2 separate regions of the Anser cygnoides genome follow, and region 1 is linked to region 2. A link is a contact called in public Hi-C data. All regions are on one chromosome and are shown on one strand. Each heading gives the region's core, a stretch centred on a gene start, on an enhancer-like site or on the middle of the called end of the contact. The rest is flanking DNA. Distances are from core to core; before and after follow the strand shown.

The links. A called contact is a pair of places that touch in the nucleus more often than the background predicts.
Region 1: a Hi-C map of liver shows a contact between it and region 2, with 7 times the contacts expected there. The contact joins the enhancer-like site here to the promoter of ECE1 in region 2. A contact is called at or near these places in 2 of 7 Hi-C or Micro-C datasets (both in liver).

The regions. Positions count from the first base shown.
Region 1 is chr23:541,637-548,495 of Taihu_goose_T2T_genome, reverse strand. The region is part of intron 1 of EIF4G3 (eukaryotic translation initiation factor 4 gamma 3); the gene reads right to left. Among named protein-coding and RNA genes, the nearest start is that of EIF4G3, 33 kb to the right of the region's middle. Within about 2 kb of position 1,330, at least 1 of the 3 cell types and tissues checked has open chromatin away from gene starts, as enhancers often do. A contact at or near this core is called in liver, where this site is marked.
Region 2 is chr23:490,684-496,964 of Taihu_goose_T2T_genome, reverse strand. It overlaps ECE1 (endothelin converting enzyme 1), which reads right to left and starts at 4,362. Exons shown (of 18, transcript XM_066981981.1): 1 at 4,226-4,362; 2 at 918-1,004. The coding sequence starts at 4,228. ALPL (alkaline phosphatase, biomineralization associated) reads left to right here and starts at 6,123. Exons shown (of 12, transcript XM_066982249.1): 1 at 6,123-6,280.

The DNA of each region.
Region 1 (6,859 bases), core at 81-2,580, 55 kb before region 2:
ATGCTCAGCGAATACTCTCCCTTTTAGCAGAACTTTTCTTGAAATTCATCTTAAGCTATTTACTTAATTACATATCATTAATCTGGGTACTCGCTTTCAAATAATCCCAAACTCTTCCTCTCCCTTCTGCCTGCCACATGTCACCTGATCTGGGCTTACACCGAACTGAACAGAACAGGGCAGCAGCGAGGGGGTTCAAAAGGAAAGGGGCACGCGGATCCCCAGGAACCGCGCCGGCCGTCGGAAGACGAGCTTCCCGAGGCTCCTCGGAAAATTACAGCTTGAAAAGAAAACGCGACCTTCAAAGGCCTCCTGAGAGGCGCGACCTCCCTTTCCTTCTCCTGGCGTTGCCACTGCTCCTCAAGCTATTCGGATTCCTCCTCTGCTTCCTCGGCGGGTTAACGCCGAGCGCTGCCCCGACTGGCAGGTGCTGGCAGCCCCGGCCACGGAAGGACCGCACGCGAGGGTGGCACGCGATGCCCGGCTCCGGAGGCAGCGCTTCCTGCTGCCGACCCGTGCTGCAGCTGCACCGCAGCGGCCCCGTTAGAGCGCACGGTCTATTTATACCCGGGCACATCTCCGCGTCCTCCAATTTACGCACTCTTTTAAATACCCATTCCACAAAACCTCTCTTCCTGAATTCTTTCTTCCCACGCACACCCATGCCGCACCGTGCCTCTCACTCACCTCCCTACCACTTGCAGGCGATACGTCGCGCTGCGCTGCGTTTTTTTGCGCTAGCAATGCCTTTGCAACCCTTTCAATACCAAGGCAGGAATCTGAGATCCTACCTCCCATCTGGCTAATCATTAATGATGATGAATTACATCAAGCCTTTCGTCAATCTACGATGCAGCCCAGGCAACACCGCCCGTGTAACACAGCACTTGGCTGCTGAGCACCACCCTTCCTTTCAGCCTTCGGTCCACGCGGGATGCGTCTCACAGCCAAGCCCAACAGGAACGCCCGAGTGAGGCTGGGGGTGAGATAACAACAACAACAAAAAAAACCTTTGTTGCAAATTAACTGTGTTTCCAGGATCTCATTCACTCCACAATGCTTTCAAATAAAAATTGGCAATATTAAGAGCACCAGCTGTAGGCAGCTGCAATAGTTACACCTGCAGACAAGCACCTAATTATCCGGAGCTCATTACTTTCAGGCTCAGTTTTGCATCTCTAAATTAAAAAGAAATGGAGACAGCTCACCAGCACGTAAATCATCCGCAGACCTCACCTCACCCTGATGCATTTCATTCAGCCTGCAAGCCGTCAGGAGGGAGTTATCAGGGGAGCTGTCAGCCAATGTACCAGATCAGTGCAAACGCCACAAAAACCCCATCAATTACTTTGTCTAATACAAGTGCGTTTCTAAGGGCAACTTGATTTTGTTACTTAATCTCCGTCTTTTTCAACTGCAACCCAAGTGCTGAAGTAAATCGCTTATTTTTGACCTGGACAGCGTGTTTGGGGTGGAAAAAAACACCTCTAAGCCCTGTTAATCCTGCTGGGGCTTCCTTTAAGTGTGGTGTTTTTGGGGACGGGGCTGGAAGCGGTGGCTGACGCGAGCAGCGTGCCTGAGTGTTTGTGTAACCACGAACTTTGTCCTGTGCCCGTTCTCACTGAAGCATCTGCAAAATTTTTAAAGCACACCCCAAATAAGGCTGCATCCAGGTTTGGACCAAACCACAAAACACTGGTTTAAAAGCAGTGCCACAAAGCCACCCCGCATCACATCTGCGCCAGGTCAGGCGACACACGGTGAGCAGAGGGCCAGAAAGCAGCTCGTGCTCACGCGTGGAAACCTTCACTAGCTGACTTGCTCTAAAGCATTTGTGTAACGGTACACTTTCCTCCATAAAACAGCAGCCGCTGCCATTTTTTTCTTAATTCATATTTTATTCTTACAACATATGGACCCTTCTAAGAGATGGAAAAGTCAATAGATTTCATCAGCTCCTTTCAGCTGGAAAGTCATGGTATTGCCTCTCCAGGGAGGCAACGGCATCGTGGGGAATGTGCCGATGCAGCCTTAAAATTCCATTTCATTTTAGGAGTGTTATTTATGATTGTGCATGTCCACGTTAATTATAACTCTCATTATGCTGCAGAAAACAGGCTACGGTCAGGAACACGGCACAGCCCCATTAGTCTTAGCAGTCCTACCCCGCTTGGCCCGCGCCCCTGTGGCTCACAGCGACTGCTCCCGGTCCTCCAGCTGCAATCCAAGCCAAGTCTCACAGAGAAACCAAAATATTACGGCGGGAGAAATGCTCGACAGGGAGCTCGGTGACAAGCATGAAACTGGTTGAGCTCCGGAGGCTCTTCCGTACGGTACAGAGGACAACCAAGGGCCGCTATCCCAAGGAGAGAGGCCTGGTGGAGCCTGTACTCCAAAATACACCCACAGAAACCAGAAGCAGAGATGCATTACGCCCAGGCAGCTCTGAACAGCAGAGCATCAAAACCCAGGCCCAACCATCCCAATGCCAGGAAGCCCGCGCCTTGCAAACTGGGCGCTGCCACTTAATATTACATGAAATTGCTACAGAGCTTATTTGCCAAGCGTGCGGGGCTGTGCGACTCCACGCAATTATTATGAAGCTTTCTGGTGCTTCTTGCTCAGTTACGGACATGGCTCTTCACTTCTGCATACTGAAGGCAAACCTGGATTTTTGCTCGTCATCTAAAGAGGACGTACGCTAAGACATCACTTCCTTATTTCTTACACCGTTTACGAACCGATAGATCCACGCAGTCATAACAGCGGGTACATTTATGAGCATCCTACAGCGTGACTGTGCACCTTTACAGATGGTTCGTATGGATATGAAACTGGGAGGAGCACCCACATCTCCCCAGCGCGGGTTTGGCAGGAATGGCACACCACCAGCTACCAACCACGTGGCTGGTGGAAAATCACATCAAATCTGACGAGGATCACAGGACCCAGGGCAAACGTGCATCTCCCTACTACCAGAAATGGGGTGACATGCTCAGGGAACCCATTCCCAGCTGGCTGTGAGGCCAGCCAACTGCAAAAAGTCAGGTCGAGACACCAGAGAGAAAATGTTCAAAGAAAACCTCTGAGGTTAGCAGAAGACAACGAAGGTAAGGAAATCCCAGCTTTTAGTTGTCCTCTGCATGACACAGCAACTCCGTATCTGAACTCTCAATACTCACTTTCTAACACTCTCAGACTTTTTGTCTTTTGAAATCCAAATGCAGCCCTAGGTTCCTTTCAGGGAAGGAATTGATTCCGAAAAACAGCAACTCAGGTGGCTGGATGCAGTCAGAGCTATTTCAAGCAAGCTGCTAACCTGAAAGAGAGGACAGACAAGACTCTGCTCGAGGCTCCTTGGGGGAAAGGAAGTCGCAGATAGCATCTACCAGAAGTCAGGTGGCATCAAAGGAAACGAGCACGCAATCTAAATAGCAGGCGCCTGCAGGCAGAAGGACACCAGGCCAGAGAGGTAGCACTAAGCTGCCAGCCGGCAGCAGCGCTGCCCCAAGAGGTGCTCCTGGCCTCCGTCCTGGCCTCGCTGCCGCTTGCCCGGTGCCAGCGTGAGCACGTTCGCAATAAAGTGACCCTTTTCTTCCCAACCTCATGCACCGCCTGGCCACGCTGAGTGCCAGCATAAACGGATGAGCTACCAGATGGGACCAGGCAGGAAGACAGAGACAGGGAGGTTGCACCACAAAACGCTTCTGCTGCAGCTTCCCTCGGTGCATCCCTAGCATATGATGCAAGCCGCGGGGACGTGTCCGCTCCGGAGGTAGCTGCTGGAGCTAACTGAAACACACCACAGTGCCCCTAAATGTTATTACGACTCTAAGCCTCTGTATAAAACGTTTTCTCCAGATGCTTTTTTCCCCTTCACTCCCAAATGAGAATGCAAGCGGATCCCCTGAAAGAAATCATTTTCCTATAAAAATGGTAATAGTTTAAGCTTTCAGTAACCAAATTCACAGCACGACAGAGTTTTGCAAATCATAAAAGCCTTGGAAGATTTATTCAAACAATGGAGGTTCAGGGGGCTGGAAAAGAAAGAGAAACAAGGTGAAGTATTGCTGAGTTACACCACGTGTAACACTCTGACTTTAGGTCACGAGAGAGCTTCATTGAGACATCAGCCAGAGAAAATGAAGATGCTCCAGGCATTGCGAACGCAGCTCACGCCGCGCAGCTCGGGAGACGGGGCGCTGAGCTGGGAGGTGTTAGCTCTGGCTCCCGCTGAGCTGCGAGGTGACTGCAGGTAAGACAGCCAAGACAATCGTGTGGGTTGTCAAGTGGATGCTCAGGGCTGAAGCCGCTGTAGCGTCAGCTCACTCGGTTTGGAGCGCTAGGAGTGAAGAGATCGCAGTAACCTAACGGTAATAACGAAGAGCTTTATGATTTTCCTGCTCCACTACAGAAAAGCCATCTTTCATCTGCACTCATCACCTTAGGAGGCCGTCCGTGCTAACTGGCAGCACTGACCACATCAACTAACAACCTGGAAGCTATGAATAGAGATATAAAACAACAAAAAAATCACCAAAATTAGGTAAGTAATAGGCATTTTGTTGATCAGGGGCAGTCATCTTTCTCCCAAAATTCTTCTTTCAGTTTGGCAGCATCTACTACACCACCTCCTGTGCTCCAAGATGGTCCAAACATCTGCACATTCTCACGAAGACAGCCAGTTTCCTACCCCCACTGCTGCAGGGTCAGCAGTTTATGGATTAGCTACTCTGAATCTACTTCTCGGGACGTGTTAGTGTCCAAACAGGAGAAGCCTCAAAGATTTCTGATCAAGAGGCTCTTCCAGACGTCCTCACACTGAAGTAATTAGCATTTTAGTGGCAGTTCACAAGTCAAAATAACTCAGCTGCTTCTTCTAATGAGAAGATTTTATGCAGCTATTACACCCCTGCTATTCTCAGAAATGAGGCACAGCTCTGAGGTTTCTGTCACCCAAACACTCATTTCGGTGGCCCTGACACAAACAAAACTGCTGTTGGTGTCAGCCTGCAGGCTGCCTGCCACTCACCTCTGGAAACGCTCCAGAACAAGACCACTTAATGCAGCCCTTCTCGTTATTACAACAAAACAGAAAACAAAACAAAAACAAAGCCAAGCTCAAGTAAAACATCAGCTTCTGCTGACGGTAATGAAGCTCAGGGTAGCAAGAAGATTTACTGCACAAGCGACTGAAGTTCGTGGCTCTCGCTGTTCCACGTGGCTCTTGCAGCGCACATCCTGCACCTCCACCACGTCGCTGGGTGGGGACCTGCCGCCAGCCCGACACGAAGTCCTGGTCCTACAGCCAGCAGTTTCTCCACCAGCTCTTGTGGGGTGCACAGGCAGGGGAGAAAAGAAGAAAAAAAGACTTCAAAGAGCCTCGAGATTATAGTTTAAAAGGCGATTTACCCCTGCCTCTCCACCTCCACTGGAGCGTCACTTGGAAACCTTCTGGCAGCACTGTTAATTGGAGGGGCAAAAGGAAACAACTCCAGGTCACGAAGTACACGCAGTGTCCCTAGGAGAAACGAGGGCACCTGCCACCACGAGGACGGGGCCTTGTGCTGCAGGATCCCCTGCCCAGCCCAGCCGCACCTCTGCCACCTCCCTTCCACAAGGGCCAACGATCACGTCGCTGCCTGGTGACCCAGCTCTGCCCACTAGTTCTACAGAAAGCTTTTTTTTTTTTTTTGTCTGTCTGTCTGGAATAATTGGTCAATTTAAATTGTGAGCCGATTTAAACCGCCAGATATTCGCAGGCCCATTACACCCAGCCCGGGGCAGCAAGCGGGAAGGCAGCCCCGTGAAGGCAGAAAGCAGAGCCCCCCTCAGCCGCAGCTCACGGGCGCTTCTGCCTCATCCCACCGTGGAACTGCAGCCTCTGGACGAAGGGAGCAGAGCCGGGCAGCAAGGCACGGAGGCTGAATTCAGTGTTTGTAAGTTCCGCGTTTTCGTCTACAAAACGTGAAGCAAAGCGCGGCGTTAAGAATACCACAAAACCTCCCCAACAATTACTAAGAGATAAGAGAAACCACCACAGCCAACGAAGCACTTGCCTTCACCTACGACATCCAAAAATTGATGTTTTGAAAGAGACGCCTGCGCCTGCCTCAGCTGAAGCAGAACACTCTGCCTTGCCCAGTGGCTCTTCCTCTTCTGCGTTCGAGTAGAGGAACCAGGTACGGCACGAAGTTCGGCTGTGTACGTACCACCCTCCTCAATGCTTCCTCCTCTGTACCCGCACCTCTGCCAAACTGCTGCAGCCTGCGTCAGGTCCAGGCAAAATGGCCCTGAGGGGCCAAAATAAATTTTGCAAGCTGTGAGACAGAAAGAGAAAGGAAAGCAACGGGCATGTTCACACCAGCTGAAGTAACAAGAAGCTCTGTGACCCTCTAAGATTATTTTTGTCCGTTCACTCAAGCCAGCAGGGCGGTAAATCTCCAGAAGGAAGCGTAGTAGGACAACACGGCTTAGTCCTGAGAGGGACGGAGTCTGCTAGGTGACAGAAATTCCGCAGTCAACAAAACCCAGGCAAGTCAGAAGACAGGTTTATTGGGCCTGAAGGAGAAGAGGTCCTGCATAAACAATGATCAGGAGCCCTGGGAGATGCGAGTCTGTCGTGCCAACAAAGTGGACTACAAATTATTTCAGAGCGCTCATTTACGGACCAAACAGGCAAGAATGAATGGCAGAAGCCACGCAGACCGCGTGAGCTTCACAGCAATGTGAGCAAGCAAGCTCCAGGATGGACTTGCAAATTTTGTCATGTATTTGCCACAGAAAAACTAAAAGGAAACAGGTGGGAAGAGCGACATTTGACCTGAGAACAGGTCTCCCATGACTTCTCTTACCCACC
Region 2 (6,281 bases), core at 3,113-5,612:
CGCCAGGAAGGGCGGCACAATGGCAGGAAAGGGAGCGGGGCGAGCGCTTCGGCCGGCCAGCGGGATCACCTGCTAGCCCGTGCCACCCAAATCCCCAGCCCCCCGCCACCTCGGGTGGTCCCCGTCCCTGTCCCCCCCCTGAGCTGGGACAGGGTGGGGGACAAGACGTCGGGAAGTGCCGTAACAGGATACTCCTGCTCGGCTGAAAAACATCCCCAGGAAGCACGAGCCGACGCGATGGCAAGCGGAGCTCCCTGCGGTGGCACGGCCGTGCTGGGGACAGCAAAACAGCAGCAGAGCCCTGATTCTGGGGTGGAAAACCCTGTTCTGGGCAAAGATTATGGGGCTGCCAGCAGGGTGAGCACCAAGAGCATCGCTCCAGCCCCAAATCTTTCCCCGCGAGGGCGGTTTAACCAGCGAGGCCGGACGCTGGCGGCCACGGGCTCTTTTCCTGCCACCCGCGGCCCTTTTTAAGCCGCTTTCCCGCTGCTCGGTGAGGAATTAGCCTAATCCCCTTTGTGCGGGGACAAAGCTCCCGTCCTGTGCTAATTGCTCAGCCCAGCCCGAGTCGAGTCGAGCCAGGACAGGGTTCGGCCAGCAGAAAAGCTGAGCGCCCCAGCGCTGAACAGCAGAGGGGTCTGGCCCCGCGGGATCCCCCGCAATCACCGCCGCTCGCTCTGGGTTGCGGGGACAGCCCCGGTGCCCCAAGGCACAGCCCCGATGGGTGCCAGGGGCGAGAGGAGCAAAGGGCAGCGGCCGGCAGCCAGCACAGCTCTGCCCACGCCGGACTTTGCCCCAAGGGAAGGCGCCCAGCCCGGTGAAAACAACCCATCCCAGGCAACCCTCTGCTGCTTGCCAGGACCTACATTCTCCCCTTCCCCCTCCCCCCCCCCCCCGTACACACACACAGCCCCTACCTGGAAGCCGTTGGGGTACCCATCGCCTTCACCGATGGAGTCCAGGGGGTCTTCGTCATCCAGCGTTGCCCGCTTGTAGGTCGACATCTGCGAGGGCGGTGAGGAAATGGAGGGGCTGAGCGGCAGGGGGCCGGCACCCCGGCCGCGCCGAGGAGGAGGAAGGACGGCGGCAGGGGAACACGCACCCTAAGAGCCTCCTCCTTCTCCTCCGGGGAGCTGGAGCCTGAATGGCTCCGGGCTAGCAAAGCGCCGAACAGCAGCCGCCGGAGGAACGTTATGGAAAGCAGCGCGGCCGGAGCCAAAAGCTGAGCGAACCCGAACCCGCCTCGCTTCCCCCGGGGACGGGTTGTGCAACCTCCCCTTCGCCAGGAATAACGCTGGTTCCTCCTCCATCAGCTCCCGGCCCCGGGACTGGGAGAGGGTCCCCGTGCCGGGTTCACCAGGGACTCGGGCAGTGCTGGCAGCGGGGAACCAGCCTGTCACCCCGAGACTACCAGCTCACTCGCACCCTCCTGCCTGCACCGCAAACCACATGCCCCCTGCCCCACGGCATCCCCCAAAACACCCCGTGGGGTCCCTCTGAGCACCCAAAGCTGTGCAGAGGTGACGGCACCTTGGGTTTGGGCTGCGCACAGGCTTGGCAGACGGGCAAAGCACCGCTTCCCTCTCGGCTCAGCGTCCCCCGGGCGTTACCTCGTGCCGAGGCAGGGGGGGGCCCAGCTCTTATCTCAGCCCCCGGCAGAAAAACAAGGGGAAACCTCACAGGCTGGCAGACAGCCCTTATCGCGCCGCCGCCGCTTCCTTCCCCCCTGGCACGGCCCTGCCACCAAGCACTGAGCCGCATTGTCCCCACGGGGACAACAGCAGGCGCCCCGAAACCTTCCCTGGCCCCCGCGGCGCCGCTCGCGTCCCATCACTCCCCGACATCAAACCCTGTGTGGTGGGGGGGGGGTGGGAGCAGGGGTCTGCACCCGTTTGGGGGGAGGTAGGCACATTGCCATCCCGTTGCCACCGCGTCCAAAGGGACACGGAGTCGGTTTGAATCTGGCAGCACCCAAGCGCACTGCCATGCCTCAGTTTCCCCGTTGCTCAGAGAGCGGCGAAAGCAGCCAGAACTGGGGAGAGCCAAGGTGCTAAGGCCACTCTGGACAGGAATGGTACAAAACCACCCAAAAATCAGCATTTTGGGGGTTGCCCAGACGGGGAGCGTGCTTTGCGGCAAGGCGAGTGCAACGAAAGCGTCAGTCCTCAGCCATCCAGGGGGCCGAACAGCCCCGGGGGTGGAAACGTGCCCCGGCCCCAATAACGCCCGATGACGACAACGTCGCCGTGAGGCTTCCCAGCCCACCCGTTGCACAACCAGTAATTGAGCCCAGGGCTCTGCCCGGATCCCAAATCGCAGCCTGGGTTTGATTAGCCGCAGGCACGAGGGTGAGCGCGTGCACCGGGGCGGCCGACAGCAGCACCCCGCCACCCTGCAGCACCCACCTGGGGATGGGAAAGGGCTGAAGGGAAAAGGCCCTTTCCCCTCCTGGCTTGTGCAAAAAGCTCCGTTTCCAGACCCAAAATCTCCTCTGAGCGCTTGCCTCGAGCCCGCGCTTCTGCCTGAGAACCGTGCAGGGAGGAAAAGCTTCAACTGCAGGATTTTATCGCTGGCAAAATCTGTTTTCTTTCTCTCTTTCTTTTTTTTTTTTTTAATTCCTCCCCTCTCCCTTTCCCTCCTTGTTTTTGCACTTTGCACATGGCTGGAATTCACAGCTCCGGGCTTGAGTCCCTGCTCATGCAGGGGGGGTCCGGTCACAGGGGTCTGCAAATCCCCTGTGGGGCTCCAAAGCACCGGCGCGGGCCAATTCCTGGAGTCCGAGCCTTCAGCCAATGCTTTCACTCCGTTTCCTGAGGAAATGAGGCTTTTCGGAGATCCCCCATCCCGCCTGCCTGCCCCTGCGGCCCCCTGAGCAGCTCCAGCCCAGCCCGGTCTGAAAACAGCAGGAAAAAGGGCAAAATGCATCCGCCCCCCCCTGCATCGCTCCCCGTGCCGTGCTGCCTCAGCCCCGTATCAGCCATCAGAGAATCCACGCCGAGCTTCAGCCCCCCAGAGCCCCCCCGGGGCTGCCACAGCGCATCCTCAGGGGGTGGCCAGAACCCCCCCGCCTCAATTTGGGGAGAATCGGGTTTGTAGGTATTTACCGCACCCATGTTACCCGCCCCAGTGTCAAGCAGCACCCACAGGCGCTCCCACCCCTTGCTTGCAGAGAGGGGGGAACGCCCTTTTTTTTTGGTCAAAAAGGGGTGTTTTTGGTTTTTTGTCTGTTTTTTTTTTTTTTTTTGGGGGGGGGGGGGGGGGGCGGGTGTCCCAGCTCTAAAGTTTGCTAAAATCGCATTACAAACCCACATGGGCTGGGGGGGGGGGGGGGGGGGGGGGGGGGGTGGCACCCAAGGGTGCGTGCAGGGGGACGGGGCGGGGGGGGGGGGAACCAAGCTTTAACCCCACGCCCTCAAAACTCCCCGCAAGGCCTCAAAAAAGCCTCAACCCCCCCCCCCCCCCAGAATTCGCTTTTACAACCCCCGCCCCCCCCCCAAAAAAAAAAAAACCCGTGCTCGGGGCCGGGGGGCCCCTCACCGCGGCCTCGGGGCGCCGCCGCCGCCTCCCGGGCGCCATTTCGGAGCGAGCGCTGCCCCCGCCGGCCCCGGCGCCTCCGCTCCGCGCCGCCCCCGCCCCGCTCCCGGCCCCGCTCCCCGCTCCCCGGCCCGGGCCCGGTCCCCCCCGGCCCCCCCCAGGCTCCCTCCGCCGCCCCCCCCCCCCCCCCCGCGGGCGGCCCCGCCCCCGCCCCGCACCCCGGGGTGCCCCCGGCGCCGCCGCGGCCTGCGGCCGGCCCGGCCCCGTTACCGGGGATGCCCGAAGGGGATGGGAGGGGAGGGGGGGGGGATAATTAGCAGCTGCTTGCGTTAATGAGGGGGGGGCGCGGGGGAGTCGGGGAGGGGGGGGGGGGGCAGCCGGGTTTGGCTGGGGCCGGGGGGTGCAGGGCAGAAAATGTTGAAAAGCTTTCAAAAGGAGCAAAAAGGGGCTTAAAGCGGGAAAATATCACTACCATCATCATCGTCGCCGCGGGGGGGGCGCCCCCACCCGCCCCGATTCACGCTGTGCCCCCCCCCCCCAGCTGCTGGAGGGGGGGGGGGGGGGCACCTCCCTGCGCCCCCTCCCTCAGAGCCAAGGCTTGGGGGGGCACCCACAGAGCCCAAGGGCGAAGCGGGGGGGGTCTGGGGGGGGGTGGGGGAGGCTTTGGGGCGGGGGGGGGGCCCGCACTCACCATGGCTCCGAGCCCCGGCGCTGCGCGCTGCGGCCCCGGGGCGGCGCGGGGCGAGGATGCACCTGGGCCGGCAGCGCCAATGGGGCGGCGGGGCCGCGCCTCCGCGCCGCCGTTAACTCCTTCGGGGGCCGGGGGGGCGCCGGGGGGGCGCCGGGCGAGGAGCACCCGGCGAGGAGCACCCTCCCGGGCGAACGCGGTCCCCGCTGCGCAGTGGGTGCTCTCAGCTCGGGGATGGGGAGAGGGGGGAACTGGGGGCTGGGGGAGGAACTGGGAACTTGGGAGGGGGGAACTGGGAACTGGGAACTGGGGGGGGGGGCTCGAAATTGAGGGGGGAACTCGAAATTGGGGGGGGAACTGGGAATTAAAATAAACGAGTGTGCAAGCGCGCAAAGCTGCGAGTGCGTGGGCATGCAGCTGTTCGAGCAGCCGCGTGTGCAAGCAGCCGTTGCACAAGGGTGCAAGGATGCAGTCGTGCAAGGAAGGCTGCGGGCATGCGTCTGTGCAAAGCGGTTTTTGCAAACAGCCAAGCGTTGCTTGCGGTTGTGCAAGGTGGTGAGCGTGCAATTGGTCAGGCATGTGCACACACGACTGTGCAAGCACACGAGCACACGATCGTATGCAAGCTGGCAGTTGTGCAAGCATCCAAGCGCATGATGGTGCAAGGATGCGAGCCTGCAATTTTGTGTGCATGCAAGCGTGCAGCCTTACAGGCGTGCAAGCGTTCGATTTTGCACACACGCGAGCACGGTCCCCCAGGCACTCCCGCAGCCCCTGGCTGCAGCCTGGTCCTCCCATGGGTTTAGCAGCCCCTCAAAGGGTTTGGGTTTTTTTTCCCACCCACGCTCTGAGCCTGGTTTTGTGCTCGCCGCAAGGAGTTCCCCATCGCGCGGCTTTCTGTGCGCAGGGCTAACGAGCTCTCCACCGTGCTGCCCTCATTAGCTGTCCCACACGGCTTCCCACGGGACGGCGGGGACGGGGCCACGCTGCCGCCCCCAGCCCCTGCCCCAGCCGGGGGGCTGAGCACCCACACGCTCAGCGCACGCATGGGGCCCGGCCCGGCGGCACCCCGAAGCCTTCAGGGAGCGGATTTTTGGGCTGAGGCCGCCACCTTCTGGGAAACCACCGAGAGCTCCACGGCCACCCACGGGTCCCCCCAAGACGTGGCCGCCTCCGTCCCCACCAGAGGGAAACTGAGGCCGGGGAGGCCGGCAGCCTCCCGAGGCCGAAAGCAGGGCCCCGGGCCTCGACCCTGAGCCGTGTCCCGGCACGCCGGGGCGCGTGGCCAGGCCTTGGCACGCCGTCCTCGTGCGCCGTTTGCACGAGGAGCCACGAGCCGGGACGTGTCGGGCTGCAAACAGCCTCCTGTTTATTGTAGGACCTACCGCAAAACCCCGCGGGGGTGCAGGCGGCCGGTGGGGGCACGGAGGTGAGAGCGGGCCCCGAGTCCCTCACCCCGACCCCAAAACGGGAGAGGGTCTGCATGGGTGAGCGGGGACAGAGCGGGGCAGCTGGGGGGGGGCTGCTCAAAAGGGGAGGGGGGCGAGGGGAGGGGGAGCCGAGCACAACCCCAAAGCAGACACCAGAGACTCCACAGCTGGGGGGGGGGGGGGCACCCCAAACTGTTGCAACACGTCCGCCCTCGCTGGCTGGTTTTTGGGGGGGGGGGGAAATTAGGCACCCCCCAGGACACATCTGCCCCCCCCCGCACCCCTGTATCCCCCAACGCCCCCCCGCGCACAAGGGGCTCAGCACCCCCAGCGGCGCTTGTCCCCCCCGAGTCCCCCCAGTCCTCCCAGTCCTCCCAGTAAAACCCGGCAGAGGGCACCAGTAAGCCCAGTTTGCTGCCTCCCCCCCCCCTCCACGCGTCTCCCCCCCCCCCTTTCCCCGTGCTGGCAGCGGGTGGAGGGTGGAGGAAGGGGAGGAGGAGGAGGAGGCGAAGGCCGGGGCCGGGGGGGATTTAAGGGCTCGCTGTCCCCCGCCCGCCTCCGCTCCGCCGGCCGGGAGGGACACGGGCGACAGCGCCCAAGTTTGTGCGGGGCCGTCCCCGGGCTGGCGG